Linked DNA regions of Sus scrofa: region 1 is linked to region 2. A link is a contact called in public Hi-C data. All regions are on one chromosome and are shown on one strand. Each heading gives the region's core, a stretch centred on a gene start, on an enhancer-like site or on the middle of the called end of the contact. The rest is flanking DNA. Distances are from core to core; before and after follow the strand shown.

The links. A called contact is a pair of places that touch in the nucleus more often than the background predicts.
Region 1: a Hi-C map of liver shows a contact between it and region 2, with 1.7 times the contacts expected there. The contact joins two enhancer-like sites. A contact is called at or near these places in 2 of 5 promoter capture datasets (fetal liver and liver), 6 of 47 Hi-C or Micro-C datasets (blood, fibroblasts, liver and 1 more) and 2 of 2 datasets of contacts at active chromatin or transcription factors (alveolar macrophages and skeletal muscle).

Annotation. Positions count from the first base shown.
Region 1 is chr7:88,183,727-88,188,771 of Sscrofa11.1, forward strand. It overlaps AKAP13 (A-kinase anchor protein 13), which reads left to right. Exons shown (of 38, transcript XM_021099912.1): 19 at 3,232-3,299. Among named protein-coding and RNA genes, the nearest start is that of KLHL25, 110 kb to the right of the region's middle. Within about 2 kb of position 2,810, at least 28 of the 83 cell types and tissues checked have an H3K27ac peak or open chromatin away from gene starts, as enhancers often do. A contact at or near this core is called in liver, where this site is marked.
Region 2 is chr7:88,094,028-88,099,401 of Sscrofa11.1, forward strand. The region is part of intron 8 of AKAP13 (A-kinase anchor protein 13); the gene reads left to right. Among named protein-coding and RNA genes, the nearest start is that of KLHL25, 200 kb to the right of the region's middle. Within about 2 kb of position 1,739, at least 9 of the 83 cell types and tissues checked have an H3K27ac peak or open chromatin away from gene starts, as enhancers often do. A contact at or near this core is called in liver, where this site is marked.

The sequences.
Region 1 (5,045 bases), core at 1,560-4,059, 91 kb after region 2:
CGATGGATAAACAAGACTGATACGTGGTCCCAGGCATTAGTGTAGCAGGGGAGGGGAGGAGAGGCACGTATCCTTAGTAAGGATAGTGGTGCGATGGGGAAGCACATTCTCTCTTACTAGAAAATGAATACAGATGTGGCCTCAACGACTTTGTTATGCTTCTTGCTGTGGGTCCAGCAGCTTGGAACTGCCCTGTTCACCCCTCTCTATTCTTTAGACATTTAGTGACTATTATGGGCCTGAGGCTGGAAATAGAGATGTAAAGTTTAAAAAGACAAATTAGATTCCCTCCAGTAATTTTCTGTCCAGAGGAAGAGTGTGGCCATTTCAGTAGAGTATCGTGATGGAGGCAGGCATGGGATACCAGAAGTGCAGAGGTAGGGAGTCAGAGAAGACATCATAGAGCCGAGTCTGCCAGCCCAGTCAAGGAGGGCAGAGAGGGAAGGGCTCAGGTGCAGGCAGCGGCGTGTTCAGAGCTGGAGGTGTGACAGAACATGGCAAGGGGTTAGAAACATACGCAATACCTGACAGGCCACATGAAGCTAGTGAGAAGTTGGAGCTTGATACTAAAGATGAAGGGAAGCCATTAAAGAGTTTCTGGGAATGAAAGGCAAAAAAGTTGTAATACAAATCATTAAGGACAAATGCTTCAGCCTCCTTGACTCTTTCCGGAAGACTGTTGGTTAGTGTGGCTTAAAGTCTTTAGTCTCTAGTTCACTAGAGTCTAGACCCTGGAACATGAGTTCTGTTGCATTATGTGCGGAAGGGCATAAAGGCATTGAGTTTGGGGGTAGGTGGTGTGGTTTCAAGAGTCATGTGGGTTTCTGTTTGCAAATTGCAATTCTGCTTTTTTCCTCTTGAGCAGTTAAGACGATTTCTTTGTCAAATTTTATCCTTATTTCCAAGTAGCAGAGAACTAGACAAATTAATGAGGTCCAGTGGTTTCTGGTTCTTAAGAAAAATATCCTCAAAATGTTCCCCTTTGCTGATTAGAATGAGTCACTCCTCAAGGGTCTCTTTCTGCAAGGCTTCCTAGTGCCCAGAAAGGGATGTTGGTGAGAAACTCTGGCATTAACATTCAGTGATATATAACCTTTTCATAACTGCTGGCTTCTAGAATAGTTTCACGACTTATATGGAAACGGTCATGATCACAAACGGTGGAAATTACAAGGAGCCTAGCATCCATGTAACTCCCTTACCGTGTACTCCTGGAGAGGAAAACAGTGGGAGCAAGAATAGAGTTGTGACTGAGATAACACCTTCCAGGTTTTTTCCTCTTGAGATTCCCTGAATGAGCTTTTCCCAGGAGAGTCTCTCATGCTGCTATTGGTAAATGAACTTGGATGTCTCTTCTGATTGATTAATATCAGGAAAATGACCAGACAGTGATGTTGGCAAGAGAGGAACCCTGATATGCCCAGGAGTGGGAGTGAAAGACCAAGGCCCAGAATAGTTTCACTCCGCCCCACTTCCAGACAAAAGTGGAATTGCTCCTGATCGCCACTTTTATGGCAATAGCATTAGCCAGGATCCCTCCAGTTGGCCTATTGATTACTTAGTCCCTCTCTAACCATGCCCTGAAGGATGGTCTGTCCTAGTGATAATTTATATGACTAAGAAATTGAAAACTCTTCTGCAACATGAACCTTATAGAACAATCCAGTGGATTTACTTCAAAAAAGTATCTTTCTTCAGGAGATGAAGCATAAGGAAGGAGTCTTGTAGAATCACAGAGGAAGGGAGCCTGTGGAGAAATGTGGTCCTTGCTTTCATTTTATGGATGAGAGAACTGAGGCCTGTAGAGAAGGAACTTGCATAGAGTCACATTAACTAGTTAAGAGAGCCAGGACCTAAATCTCATTTATTGTGACAGCTGTTATTCTCGTTCTCCTTTAGTGTTAATAAGTTGGTATTTGATATACTGTAATCAAGGTTGTGTCAGGGTGCTTGTCTTTTGGATTAAATAGACATAAGATCTAAAACAGACATTTGAATAGGTGGCATGAGCCAGGCCCTGTGCTGGAGATGTCATTGAAGATTCAGCAGTAGGTAAAGGGACCCTACCCTGGAGGAGCACCCAGTGGAGGAGAAAACCGAAAGATGACCCAACCCATTGTAACTGGTGTGTTAGGAAAAGACCTGTGAACCAAGTAAGCATTGAGGAAGGAATGGGAAAAAAAGCTTTGGGGTCTAGGGTTCTGGCAGTCTCCATTCTAGTATCCTGTAGCCCATACCTCTGAGCCAGCAGAGCATTGTGGCTCATGATTAGTGGGTCGCCATAGGCAGGGCCTGTGGTGCTTCCTGAATCAACGTGTGAAGTGTTGTGTGGATGGTGTCTGTCCGATTTTCTCAGGGAGCCTTTCCCTGGAGGCGCTCTTTCATGGGGTGTCCCCACAGGCAGCTCTTTTATTTGTTTCTTCTTCACCTCTGGCCTCCTGACATAGTTGTTTTATGACATCATAGCAGCAGTATGAGCTGACCACAGCCCTTTGGAGGCACAGAGGGCTGGGCTTTTACATCAGTGGCCCTTGTGGACCAAGAAATGAGAAATAGAGTTGAGATAAAAATTGTGTCCTTGGTGTATTGTGGACTCTGCTTCATCTTTTGGGGAAATCTCTGCTTCATCTTTCAGGAAGTCTCCCACTTTCTCTTGACTCAGGGTTCCCAGAGGTGCTTTGGGGTAGTTCTGATGATATTTCTTCAGAGGCTCTTGACTCAGGGTGCTGAGTTGCAAAAAGCTCAGAGTAGTTAGGATCCCAAGTTGAACTACATAAACAGGCAGATTTTCATAATCATACTCTACTTTTGACAGAGTCATACAAATTTCACAACCCCTTTTAAGGTGGATGTTGTTATTGTGTATATATGTCAGTGCCCATATGTGTATGTATAAATACTTATCATTTGTGTATTATTTGTGCCTTAGACTTATCTACCGATGACAAACACTTTCACTTTTAGTTTTGGTAGCCTTTCAGCTTCCTGCCCAAGAAGTTCCAGATGTCTAGTTTTCATTAATCGGAAATCACATCTGCTCTGTTTCTCCTCCAAATGACATCTCATGCCTGCTTCCTGAAAGAGGCCTCAGACTGTAATTTCAGTTAGTCACATTCACACATGCAAGTGGCTTCACCTGGAAGTCCAAAGGTTGCTGTGGCGGGGGAAGATCAGACTCTGGGATCTGTTTGCTGGGTATTAATGTCACCATGGATTTTGCCCTCCTTTCAGATTGCAGTGCTTTTGTCCATAAAGGCTGTCGAGAAAGTCTCACCTCCTGTGCAAAGGTCAAAATGAAGGTAAGACATTTCTGGCTAAACCAATAAAATCCTCAGACCTGGGGTAACTCGAGGTTGTAGTTTTTGTTTAATTATTTGGTGCCATTTGAGACCAAAATAACCAAAAATGACTTTTCTTTTCTTGATGAACACATATGGGAATTTGCAGCTTTTGGAAGGTAAAATACTTTGAGAATTTCTCCACATTAATAATGTACACATTTCTCTGTGATGTTAATCTGTGTCACTGTTGAAGTGGCTTTCTTCTCAACCATGTCTGCACACCTGCTCTGTTATTAGGAGCCTGGCTTCCTCCTCGAGGACTGTGTGGGCAGCAGGTGGAAATTGGGGGGCTCTGGCAGGCTGGTGGTCTGGGGAGTGTCAAGGGTAAAGGAGCCTGTCAGGCACCACTTTACTCCGCAGGTTCCTGTGGATGGCTCTGATCACATGACAAGAGTGGGGAGTGTATGGTGTACGTGCTCTGAGTATGCAGGCCATGTGGTAACATGCACTGCATGTCAAGAGGCCCTTAAAGAGTGTGGGAGTAGGGGCAGATGGACATTTAGATGGCCTCTGTGGTTTTCAGCATTGTAGTTACTCATAAATGTCATTTTGTTCCTTGTCAGAAGAGTAGTCTCCAGCTGTGTCTGTATAGATGCTCAGCATACTGTGTGCTTCACCAGTAACCAAATGCATTTCTCTAGTGCAGTGGTCTCAAACTTGAATGTGCATCAGAATCACCATGGACACTTGTTAGAAAATGACACTGGGCCCCACATCCAGAGGTTCAGATTCTGGGTAGGGGTGAAATTCCTAGATGATGCTGATGCTGATGATGCTTAGAGAAGTATTGAACTAGTGTAAAGATGACAGACTTCTATACCTGGACCTCATTTGGCCCATGGACATGGGTCTTGTTTGGCTCTTGGCATGTTTTTTTTTTCTCATTTGAATAGTATATTTATTGAAAAAGCAGATTTCGCATCAATTTGGATTTCTGATTTCTCCTGAAAATTCAAATGGAAGCTCTCACAGGCCTGATGTTTCCCCTTACCCAGCATTCCCAATTCCCACATTGTGGTTTATGGTGTGTTTTTGGTTTGTTTATTTGTTTGTTTTAATGGCAACACCCAGGGCATATGGAAGTTCCCCTTCTAGGGGCTAATCAAACCCATGTCTCCTCAGCGATCTGAGCCACTGGAGTAGGATTTTTTTTTTTTTTTTTTTTTTTTTTTTTTTTTGCCTTTTCTAGGGCCGCTCTCGTGGCATATATGGAGGTTCCCAGGCTAGGGGTCTAATCGGAGCTGTAGCTGCCGGCCTGCACCACAGCAACACAGGATCCGAGCCGTGTCTACAACCTACACCACAGCTCACAGCAAGGCCAGGGATCAAACCTGCAACCTAATGGTTCCTAGTCAGATTCGTTAACTACTGAGCCATGACGAGAACTCCTGGAGTAGGATTCTTAACCTGCTGCACCACAGTGGGAACTCTGCCCTTTTTTTTTTTTTTTTTTTTTTTTTTTTCCCATGGTGCTTATCACCTTCTCAGGGCTTATCTAACAGTATTTACTACATTTACTTTTTATGATCTGTACCTTCCTCCAACTAGAAACTTGCCAAGCCATGTGAAGTCAGGAATGTTTGATCCATGGACAGATCCTTAAGCACCTAGAACAGTCCTTAAATGTTGAAGAGAGGATGGCAAGTGATAATCAGCTGTGGCTGAAGATGTACTGGTCCTAGATTGCCACTTCCTTCCTCCTCT
Region 2 (5,374 bases), core at 489-2,988:
AGGAAAACTACTTGTATGAAAGAAAGTACCAGTAGCCATATTAAATAATACTGTGCTCTTTTGAAGACTACTAATGCTTACTATGATAACATTCTCATAGAGGAGGCAAGGGAGAACAAATAATAGTCTTACAGATGGCAAGTTGCAGGAACAGAGCAAAGGCTTTCTATGTGTCCTTCCTGCTCAGTGCTGGGAGCTCAGAGGGTAACCCTAATAATGCTTTGTTGTCCTACAAGTTTTTTACACTATGTTCATGGGTTCCCTGATTTGCTAGATGTACTGTCCTTGACAGGGTACACAAATGGTCAGTGCTAAGCATGTCTTCTGAACTGTTAAACACACGTTCACGAGCACACATGCACATACACACACATATCTTTGGAGAAATTATCAAAATGCTTCCATGAAACTTGGTCCTAAATTGATTGTTTCACTGGCAACAGTTTTTTGTTTTTTTCTATTTTCAAAGTTTGCATTAAAAATATTCACATTAGGTGTTCCTTTGTGGTTCAGTGGGTTAAGGATCTGGTGTTGTCGTTGTAGCATCTTGAGTTGGTGCTGTGCCGTGGGTTCAGTCCCTGACCTGGGAACTTCCACATGCCACAGGCTGCTACAGTGATAACACCAGATCCTTAACACGTGGCACCACAAGGGAACTCCCAAAGTGAAATTTTTATTTTACTTTTTACAATTTTTATTTATTTATTTATTGGTCTTCTGTCTTTTTAGGGCTGCACCCACAGCACGTGGAGGTTCCCAGGCTAGGGGTCGAATCGGAGCTGCAGCTGCCAGCCTGCACCACAGCCACAGCAACATAGGATCTGAGCTGCATCTGCGACCTACACCACAGCTCATGGCAATGCCAGATCCTTAACCCACTGAGCAAGGCCAGGGATCCATCCTGCATCTTCATGAATATTAGTCGGCTTCATTAACCACTGTGCCACAATGGGAACTCCTGAAATTTTTATTTTAAAAAAGCATTCAAGGTAGGCAGAGAATTCTGTTCTTTTACTTGCTGATTAATTTTTGATATATCTAGTTAATAAAAAGGTCTAACCACTAATGCCATTCATTTGTGGTGAGCAGTGTAGATGCCCTTTTCTCTCGTGCATGTCTGTGTATCAAAATTCCATGGCTTATATAAATCTGTGAATAAAGGAGCTTCTGTATCTAGGTTGCCTGCACCAGTTTGATCTACTCCTGAGAATTGGTTACCTTGCCTGAAAATTGCTCTTCAGACAGAAAGATGGATATTTATTCATTCTCATAGAAACTATTTGCTAAATGCTAAATAAATAAGCCCAAGAACCTAAAGGAAATACAAAGAAGTGGATGTCTTGGTCCAAGAGACTCATACAACAGATACCTTGATAATTGTGATCGTTGGTGAGTGATTTAAGTGTGGTAGGAGTGCTGGCACAGTTCAGTAGAGTGAGAGGAAAGACAGGCAGGTTTTTTGACTGAATTATTCAGAGGAGGCATCATGGATGTGATGGCGTTTGAAGGGGTCTTAAGGACTTGACTTGTTTTGCTTCTATGGGGAGGAACGTGAAAGCAGAATCAAGGACATGGGGGCAGCCAGAGTCGGATCTAATCTGAGCACGGTAGGATGACTTGCATGATGGCAGTGGAAGAGTCTTACAAGGAGAGGTGAGAGACCAGAGAGGCTGTCCTGGTGTTATGCTTTCCTCCCAGAGTCACTTCCTGGAGCTGCATGCTCTTTATCCCAGTGGTCACACTGGTATTTTGGCTGTCTGGGTGGGGATTGTTCAGGGACACTCTAAGTTCAGTCCAAATTAGGCAGTTGGGGATTGGCCAGGAAAAAAAATCTATAAATATCTGTCTTTTCTTCTTTCCTTTTGCCTCAGATGAAGAGGCTTCTTTTTCTTTTTTCCCAAGGCTAACTCTTCCATCTGAGCCCCCAGTCCTATCTTGACCTCAAGTTTTAAAGAACTCAGCTCGGCTTTCAGATGCTGAGTGACTCCTCTAATCTTAGTTTCTGGAGCAGCTACCTACCCCCTTCTCCACTTAGTTTCTGGAGCAACTACCTACCCCCCGCTCCACTTACTAGAGGAAAGAAAACCTAACTTTTCCCCCCAGTCCAGCTTTCTTGTCATGATACAGAGTATTTTCAGAGGGAACATGGTGGTCTGATTCAGAGCAAAGGTGTTCTGTTCTTTCACTTATAACTCGAATCAGAATTTTCAGCTACTTGTTTTTTTTCTTATGTGTCTTTTGCAGGCTAACTTAAATATCACTTTGAAAATAAGGCAAAAAATGTAATGACGATAACAAAGTGAAAATATTATAGCCACTAATACTTATATAGTACTCATGTCACAGGCACTATATACAAAGTACTTTACCTGTTTAATTCATTTATTCCTCATAGCAGCATTTTTCTTTTACTATATGTTTCTGTTCTCTTTATCCTCTGGCAGTAGTGTTTAAAAGTAGGTTTCCTTCTTGAAGGATTTTTCTCTTTTCCCTTTGCTTTGTCTTTTGGGCAACTGATAAATTATGAGCAAGTTATACCTCTACATTTTTCTTTGGAAGGCATGACTGTACTAGTGTGTTTGCCTTGGAAGGATGAGGGAAGTCTTCCATGGGAAGCTGAATCATTTTTTGGCTTGTCTGACTGAGTGACTATGCTAGAGCTATTCTTTTTGCTGTGAAGTAAAAAAAATAAATAAATAAATCGGGTAATTTCCTAAAGTAACACATTTTCATTTTATGTGGGATTCAAAACTTTCCTAAGGGTATGGCTATTTTGAACGTGAGTTTTCTTATCTGGCCAGGGCTTTTATCCTTTAAATCAGGAGCACTTTTAAGACTCTTCACCTTTTGCGTATGTTAACACTGACAGACTTTTTTTTCCCCTCTTGTTTAATAAATAAATCTGGTCAGTTATTTGAAAAGTCTTAAGATTATGATTGTGGTATTAAATGAATTCATAATCAGTTATTCATTTAGCCTTTGGATGTCTAATACCATTTTTGACACCCTTAGATTGAAGAAGCACCTGGGTTTTAAGGAACTTGTCATTCTACTTAGAGGCAGATTAACACACAGCATCAAGGAACAGTATAGAACAGAAACCATAAAGTGAGTCTCTCACAGTCTAAGGACCATCATAGTTCATAGCATAGTTATAAGGAGTGTTAGAGTAGGCAGAGCACTTAACTAGAAAAGTGGGATTTGAAGGGTAGATTTTGGTTAACGTGGAGAGACAAGGTAGGGTATTCCAGAAACCACGATTGTCCTAAGAGCCAGGGACATTGAGGTAGGAAGAACCATATCCTAATTGTGAAACTTGACAGACCAACCATCTACCTGTCTTGAGTATAATAGCAAATGAGACTGGGTAAGGATCATGGAATATGGCATGATGTCAAAGGAGATTAAACTTGATGAAGCTAAAGACTTGTACATTCTTCCTGAATTACAGCACAACACATACCACTTCTGTGCTGAAGCATCTTCAGTGGCTCCCAGCTGCCTCTGAATAGAGACTAAACCTTTTAGCATAGCATCGTATGCTTTTATAGTCTAGGCTGTTAATGCTTTTCCAGGCTAATGTCATAGCACTCTCTTACAGTAATTTGATGCATATAACTAGACAGCTTGCTAGTCCTCTCATACGTATCACTCATCGACACCTGTACCTTCACTTACAGTCTCCATAGGTGATGCCTGCCTCCTCTCTCCTGTTTTCTCTCTCTGTCCCTTTAAGTTAAACCACCACCTTCATGAAACCTTTCTACTTAGTCAGCGCAGTCAGAGATTCCTTATTCCTTGCTGAAACCCTGAATTTCATTTATACTGTCCACACCGTCTTATATTTCATGCCATTGATTGCTCCTGCTGTGTTTCCTTGAGGTCCCAGAAATCTCATTCATCTTTATATCTCTCGTAACATCTTACAGAGCACCATAACTGCAGCAGACATTTAAAATATTTGTTGAATAGATAGATAAATTTAGCCAATATTTGCTAATTTGCTACTAATTGGCCATGATGTGTTGGTGGTGACAGACTTCCATGACAAAATTCTGGTCCATAATTGTCAGTGTTGTTTCCCTGACCTCATTGCCTTTGTTTTATAGAATGAGGTTTGTTCTTATTTCCATAGATGATCATATGGAAAGGGAGTTTCTTACTTCTTGGCTGTTCCCTTCTGTTTCCATTTCCTTGCCAAAACACTGTCCACCCTGCTTCCCTCCTCTAGCTGTTATGAAACCTTTGTCCATATTCCTAACCAAGATTCAGTGTGTACACTCAAGTGTTCTCTTTTGGTCTCTATGACAGAATCTCTTGGAAAGTATTGAAAGTACATACAAAAAAAAAAAAAAAAGAAAGAAAGAAAAAAAAAAGCAAGCATAGAATTCAGTTTGTGTAAATGGTCCTTTTTCTCTATTAATGTTTCATTTACTTCTCAAAGTTTTTTAAACACTAAAATATTTACTACCAGCTTAGCCATCCTATAGTAACCTATTCTTTAATGATTCCCTAAGGCACTTTGTCTAAAGGGTGAAATGGGAGTTCCCATCGTGGCTCAATGGTTGGAGAACCCGATTAGTATCCATGGGGACATGGGTTCAATCCCTGGCCTTGCTCGTTGGGTTAGGGATCTGGCATTGCCGTGAGCTGTGGTGAGGCCTCATACACAGCTTGGATCCCACGTTGCTGTGGCTGTGGTGTAGGCCGGCAGCTGCAGCTCCAATTCGACCCCTAGCCTGGGAACCTCCAAATGCTGTGGTGCAGCCTTAAAAAAGAGAGAGAGAATAAAATAAATACATAAAGCGTAGTGTCTTAAGAGAAAACTAGAAAAAGTGGCATATATAGGCAGAACTTAAAATTTCCCCTAAGAAATGGTAGAATGTTGAAATTCTACTTTCATCACTCTGCTCCTATAGCAGAACTTGCTCTCACCAAGGTCCGTGAAACATTTACATGGTAAAATCCAGACCTCTTTTGGCTTGACTTTTCCACAGCATTTGGCACTGTTTACCAGTCTTTTTGTTTCCTTGATGTCACATGTGTGTGTTGACTTCCAAATATTTGTGCCTAGTCCCATCTGGTCTCTTGAGCTCCACACAGGTTCATTTGCTTACATGGTTCTGTTTAGGTATCTCTGAGAAACCTCTGTGTCCAAAACCAAGCTCATTATCTCATCTCATTCTGCCCCCTGCGTGTTTTCCATTCCACCGTTTACCTAGTTGCCCCAGGCAGAATCCTAGTCAGGCAGAACATTTGTTTCCCTCCTTCCCCCACCCACCCCCATACCTGTTAATGTGGATATCTTTGGACCCTCAGTTTCTTTTCCTTTTCTTATCTTTTCTTTTCTTTCTCAGTTTCCTTTTTTGATCTC